2 separate regions of the Mus musculus genome follow, and region 2 is linked to region 1. The links are chromatin contacts, called in public promoter capture Hi-C maps. All regions are on one chromosome and are shown on one strand. The core of a region is the stretch at or near the end of the contact, and the rest is flanking DNA. Distances in the headings are between cores, read along the strand shown.

What was found. Promoter capture Hi-C pulls out the DNA fragments that hold promoters and counts their contacts.
Region 2: a contact with region 1 is called in a promoter capture Hi-C map of second pharyngeal arch cranial neural crest. The contact joins the enhancer-like site here to the promoter of Igf1os in region 1. A contact is called at or near these places in 14 of 39 promoter capture datasets (the 3T3-L1 cell line, 3T3-L1-derived adipocytes, the HPC-7 cell line and 7 more), 1 of 15 datasets of contacts at CTCF or cohesin (pro-B cells), 11 of 484 Hi-C or Micro-C datasets (DN2 thymocytes, brown adipocytes, cranial neural crest and 5 more), 3 of 115 datasets of contacts at active chromatin or transcription factors (the 230-238 cell line, fibro-adipogenic progenitors and large pre-B cells) and 4 of 9 other capture datasets (adipose tissue, embryonic stem cells, embryonic tail and 1 more).

Annotation. Positions count from the first base shown.
Region 1 is chr10:87,861,998-87,865,242 of GRCm38.p6, forward strand. Igf1os (a long non-coding RNA gene) reads right to left here and starts at 1,396. Exons shown (of 3, transcript XR_871929.2): 1 at 976-1,396. Igf1 (insulin-like growth factor 1) reads left to right here. Exons shown (of 4, transcript NM_001111275.2): 2 at 2,734-2,890.
Region 2 is chr10:88,044,275-88,047,597 of GRCm38.p6, forward strand. No RefSeq gene overlaps it. Among named protein-coding and RNA genes, the nearest start is that of Gm30233, 44 kb to the right of the region's middle. Within about 2 kb of position 2,052, at least 37 of the 459 cell types and tissues checked have an H3K27ac peak or open chromatin away from gene starts, as enhancers often do. A contact at or near this core is called in second pharyngeal arch cranial neural crest and uterus, where this site is marked.

The DNA.
Region 1 (3,245 bases), core at 146-2,645:
AAATTTACAAAGGCTGTGAGATTGAGTAACAGTTGCTGTGGAGTTGGTTCAAACTAACCATTGCAGGTGCCTGCTGGCCTTCACCGCTCTCTGAAACTGAGCAGGGGTAGGGGGCAGTGCTTCAGAAATGGGTTTGCTGGAGTAACTAACATTCATTCTAAAGTTGGTCTGTTGCCAGAGTGTAGGGAAGTGTTCTCTAAGAACAGTCATGGGGATTACAGGCCTGCCCTTTCACAAAGAACCATGAAGCCCTGATGGGTTAGATTTATTCAAGTTTCCATGAAAAATACTGAAGGGGAAGCTCCGCTGTCTTCTTTTTATAACTAAGAGGAATCAATAGACATTAGCTCATTTCTGTAAACTCTGATGTCTTTGGTTGTATGGCGATGGAGTACTTCCAGACTGAAATCCTACTGAGCAAAGGTACCAAGGGCTTAACTGGGGAGGTACCTCCTCCTTAATTGCATGTCCTCTGTTTCCCGTTGACTTGAGAGTGGAGAGTTCCTTTCATCTCCAGCCACTCTATACACACTACTGAAATATTTACCTTGTGAGATCAAGAATCAGGGCCTCCTAGGGGTCCCTTGCCCCCCTCCTAATGCTAGGCTGAAGAACGAGCCACTAAATTGAAAATGAGTTTAAAATAGTTGAGTAAAATTTGCCACTGATATAGAGCCATTAAGTAGAGAGCTCACTCACACAGGACAGGGAAATGGCCATAAACTCAATATCTCTGAGTCTCACTCTCCAAACAAGTGGGGATTGAATGAATTTGCCTCAACTGTGAGATTCAAAAAAAAAAAAAAAAGAAAAAAGAAAAGAAAAGAAAAAAGAAAAAGAAAACCTCCTTTAAAAATTATAGCTTCCAGTATATCTCCGTTACCCCTTTTATAGGGTGGCTCACCTCATACTCTACTGGTGACTCTTTCCACAATATTGAAAGCATATGTCTCTGAAAGGGGTGAAGTCGCTCACCTTAGGGGCCTTCCTGGAAGAAAGTACACGCTGGTTCCACAAGCAGCAACCCTGAAAAGTGGGACGTCACCACAGTGTCTGACTGCTTCTTAGAATGAAGAGCGACTGGAGTCCCAGGAATGCTGACTTTGGCAGGGGTGCCATTTGGCTACTAACCATCGGCTAGCTTGTGCCAAACAAGGGTTCCTTGGTAGATTTTGTTATAAAGTTGATAACAGGGATCCGTGAGTGCTTCCCAGAGAATAAGTCAGAGTGGCTGCTGCTCAAGAAAAGGCTCTTGCAGGTTTTAAGCCCAGTGTCCTGCATTTAAAAAACGTCTCTCAGTCTGATAGTGAGCTAGAAGAGAGGACCCTGGCGTAAAAGATTACATTTACGTCCTGTTGAAGTTTGGGAGATGATTGTTAAACTCCCTGACCTGCTGCCAGCCTCCCTTTTCCTGCTTGTCACTCTCCCCTAAGGCAGGAAGAGAAATGAGAAACCCTCTTCCCCAAGGCAGCCATAAAACTTGAACATTTGCTTCTGACCTCCCATGACTTCCAGTAGAGGAGCTGGCCAGAGAGAAGTCTGCTGCCTGCCCTGTCTGATGGCAGGCCACTGGCCCCTCCCCCCAGAGGGGTCCTAAATCTTATACCCAGGATTTATGAATGCTTCACAAAGGGGCATAGAAGAATCAGGAGAAGCAAGACACACTGGGTTTTCCACCTCAGTCTACCGGTCATTAAATGATAATTCTGCCCACTGTCCACGCCCCCATTGAACAACAACATATGGGAAAGTTTACCCCTGTTATGGAGGCTTCTTTTTTTCTTTTTTTTTTCCTGAAGGCTCTCACCTCACATAAACCTTTAATTAAATAAAGACATCATGACTTTCATCAGCCTGCACTATGTTATGGAGGTACAGACTATGACCTTCATGGTGTGTAAGGAGAGGGAATCACACCTTCCTTTCACAATGCTTTTGTGAGACAATTGCATTCCTAAATCTTGCATGATTTTCCTGTTTTGAGACTGCTTGTTTGGTTTTCCACCTGTGGTTGTGTTAGCTGCTAATATTCGCAGGTAAGATTTCTCCGCCTCGTCCCCCACCTCTGCTCTCCCTGCCTCCCTTCCTTTCTCTCTCTCTCTCTCTCTGGAAGGCTATAATAATAGATTTTTTTAATACTGTTCTGGCCAGTATAAAATCTTCTTAATCTATGGACAGAGAATGATGCCCTGGTTAATTTAATATTCAAAGCAATAATAAATATAATGAATATATGTACCATCTGGAAATGGTCAGGTTTTAGATTATTTAAGTTGAAACAGTTTGAATGTAAAGCTGAGCACAATTTAATATTTGATAATTTAGATGTTTTATATCAGACTGGCATGGGGATCCCACCCCACACACACACATAAACACATCCCACCACAAGCACACACATATACGCGCACACACTAAAATAACTGCATCTTTTGTCACCCAATAAATGTTTGTAGCCCTTTTACCCTACTTATTAATAATAGGAACTCATAAAAGCTCCAGGAGAACCTCTGAAGACCCAGTAGCAAAGGGACTAACCACAGTTTGTCTGATGTCAAGATGGGCTCAGGCCAGGTCCCTCGGGGGCCCTTCATGCCACACTGCTCTTCTAGGACAGAGCGTTTGAATGAATGATGAGAAGGAGTACCAAGTGCGAGTCAACACATCGCTGCCCCATCCTTTCAGGACCCAGAAGGATACCTGAACCTCCTTTTTATTTTCCCCCTCCGACAGATAAAGATACACATCATGTCGTCTTCACACCTCTTCTACCTGGCGCTCTGCTTGCTCACCTTCACCAGCTCCACCACAGCTGGACCAGAGACCCTTTGCGGGGCTGAGCTGGTGGATGCTCTTCAGTTCGTGTGTGGACCGAGGGGCTTTTACTTCAGTGAGTAGCTCTCCCATCCCCTCTCCCAACCCTCTTCTCCCTGCTACAATGATTCAGAAGTAGATGGTTTCCTGGATTTATAACCACAGGGATTGGTCGAATAACTGAGTGACTGCCTATGGCTAACAGCCACCCTCCACCCCCCAACCCCCATATCCATCACCTTAATGTATGCATAACACTTCAGTGGGGCATTGGCAGGTTTGGGAGATTTAGGGTCGAATTTTCTTCCTTAAGAGTTTGCCTTTAACTGCTTCCTCTGGGGCCCGCTTCCAGAATTTATGGTCAACCCCCACTCTCCTGTTCCTCCCAATGAAGAAATGAGACAGCATAACCCTAAAGTATTGCAGATTTT
Region 2 (3,323 bases), core at 802-3,301, 180 kb after region 1:
ATGCTCTCAATTTTGGCCAGAGAGGAAGCAAACAGCAGTCTATGGAGAGATATGTAACTGGACAAAGTGCTGAAATAAGAACTTGAGTGTTCAGCCCTAAATGGACACAGCTGTGTATATTAACCCACCACCACCAACGCTCAGTTCACCACTATCATGGATAAGGAGTCGGAGAGAATGTGAGAACCAAAGGATGGGAGGAGTTCTATACAGTGCTATCTCCTATACATGACACCCTAAACGTTCCTCACAACACTAGTCTCAGGAGAAACTGGATTGCACTAGCATTGGGAAGTAGAAGGAAGCTTTAAATATTTATGTAGGACTGTGCCAGAAACTTTTTGGCAGTCCAGCTGTTAAGTTATCATTGCTCCTACAGCGTCTTTCTCCTAGACTCCTCAACACTAACTGTGAAGCCCACAAAGTACTGTACGCCCACTCTCTCCTCGCAGTAAATGGCACTAAGTATTTATTAAGATGATTGTAATCGTCCAGCAGAAACAGCCTCACCGAATCTTGTCATCTGGTTTGGAACTCTGTCATAACCTATCACAGATAAGGTCCTTGTGTCAACGGCAATGTACTCATGGGCTCAGAAAAGAGGACACTTCTGTTCCTTCTGATCGTGTACACAGTCTGTTGTTTGCTGAGCTGGAAATGAACACTTTGATTCTGGGTCCTCTGCCTTGCTCCTCTCCTCTATCCAACCAAGAACTCTTTTTTCTCAAGATCTTGAGGTAAATATTTCCAGATGTTAAAAAAAAAAAAAAAAAAAAGGAAAGGAGAAAAAAAAAAAAAAAAAAACCTCCCAATTTCCTGGCCCTGGCTTCAGATTAAAAGCATCAGCAGTTCAAGTGAACTACCATTATACAGTGCATAGAAAAGGGAATGAAGGTATTGGAGTTAAGCTAAAAATCTACACAAAGTGGGCCAAAGCTGGAAGTCCAGCTCAAAGCTCTTAACTGTCACCAACTCTGCAGGTGGCCTTGTTCACATCTGCTTCTATGGCAGAAGCCTAGATTATAAATTCCCCAACTGTACCCTAGTTCTGCGACAGCTATGAGGATATTTCAAACATACTGCTTCAGCATCTATGTGTTTACTGGCACATCTTTACACAGCTGCCACTCCCCACGTTTGTACATATATGGATTGAAGCCTTCAGTTTGAGTCTTCAGATGGCCACAGTTCTCCCCAAGACTTCTACAAGTTTGTAAGACGAGCTTTTGTGCTAACCTCATCTCATGATACATACCAATCCTGAAATAAAATGCAGCCTCCTTAATTCCTATAAGAAAAAAAAAAAGTTTATCACACAGAGTATATGCTGAAGAGATGAGAGTCACAGACCAAGCTTCTTAAAACTCCGGGATCTGGAGAGATGGCTCACTGGTTAAGCACATTTTTATTATTCTTTTACGCTGAATTTGGGGCTATATCTTTTATATTCTGAACCAGCATATCTTAAACAAGCTACCCCCCAAAATTTTAGGGCCACTGATTCACTGCCTTCGATATATAGCTTGAAGACTTAGGAGAAAAACACAGAACAGTACATTGATGTTCCAATGTAACTTAAATTTAAGCTCTATAAATGATAGGCAGCCTGGATTCAGCCAGCTCCTGAGAAACAGCTTGAACAACTTTGACACAGGACCAAGTCAATGCTGGTGTCACTTTGGTACAAAGAATACTAGACCAGGAGTCCAAGCTCATTGTGTGACCTGGGAACGCTACTTAACATCAGGACCTCAGGTTCCTGGGGGGGGAAATTCTACTTTTCCTGATTAACTCCAAGGACTTCGTGAAGGATACAATGAGCTCATGTATGTGAAAACACTTGTGGGAGGAGGGGAAGATAAATAGCTCTCTGCAAGGGATAGGTATTATTTCAAAGTCCTGCTTGGACCTGGGAAATATCAATCTTCTGTTACCAGCATGCTAGGGAGGCAGCCTGTGGAGTTTTTCAAGAAGCCCAGAGGATCCAAGTTAGGCAGCTCATTGCTCAGGCCGAATAGGCAGGCAGAGAGGGAAATTCTTGATTCAGGGGAGCATCTGCTTGTGATTAAGGCCCAGAGGCGTGAGCCTGAACTGGAGGCCATGCTTCAGACGGCTTCATAGCAACGGTCCCAAGTTGTAAAACAGATCCCGTCCTTTTAAAGTGGATATGAAAGGCAAACATGAACGTGTTCTCCTGCAGCTACAAGAAACAAAATAACACTTGTTTAACATACCATACAATACACACACACACACACACACACACACACACACGGAAACATCAGGCAGAGACTAATGTGAGAGAAAAGTCCCTACACAATAACCTCCACACCATGCACCGAAGAGCTCGCCTGTACTCTGTTCATTGCAAAATATATTTGCAGAGTGCCTCCCCCGGCGCCCCCTCTTAGCACATTCTTCCTTTCAAGTTCAAGTTTGGTTGATTTGTGTGCCTGACAAAAATACATTAAAAATTTTAAAAAAAAAGGACAAAACAACAACAACATTTTTATCCAAAATTTACTATGAGCTTGATCTGGCTATAGTCAAAGGAAATGTATTCATGATAACTCCGAAGAGATGTTAGGCTTGGATGAAGACGAAAGCTCTCTGCCAGGTGGAAGAAGAGCAACCGTAAGGTATCCAAGTGGGTCAGGTGAGCGAGATGTTCCGAGATGGAATAGGAAGAGGAGACAGCAGATCTGAAGGCTCCCATTAGGGCCATTTCATGGGCACGTGCAGGTTGTAATGGACCGGAGGAGCGCAACTTGTACTCAAAGTAAAAGCCTTAGGGAGGATCGGTTTTAAAAATATGAAAGAAGGCCAGACTAGATGTCTAAGGTAGGTCAGACCCTACTAAGCAAGCTATAAATTTTATCTGAAGGTATATGAGAAAAAAAAACAAAACAAAACATGATGTTCTGCACCAGAAGAAAATCCTGGGGTTTATGGGGAACATTCGGAAAGATAGCCAGAGTCTGCTCTGTGAACAGCCTGTCTGGGCTAAGCTCCATCCTTCCAGAAGCACTTGAGGCAAACGTAGGGAGACCTGTGACTGTGGCCAACACAATGGAGTGAAAGACTGAAGTAGAGGCAAGGGTTTCTGTATGACCGAGAGGCTTCCATCCAAGAGCGCTGCTTTAGGCAGCAGAGCACCAGGCCTGTGAAACCAGCCTCTAGCCAAAGGAAACGCTGCAGGCATTGCTGTGTGGTTAGGAAGAGCTGTTACCATCCATTAGAAAATGGATGCTCGCCTTGTAAAGTAAATCACCACACGCCGTTCCATCTACCTTACAGAAACCACTTCTCTGAGGCACCCAATA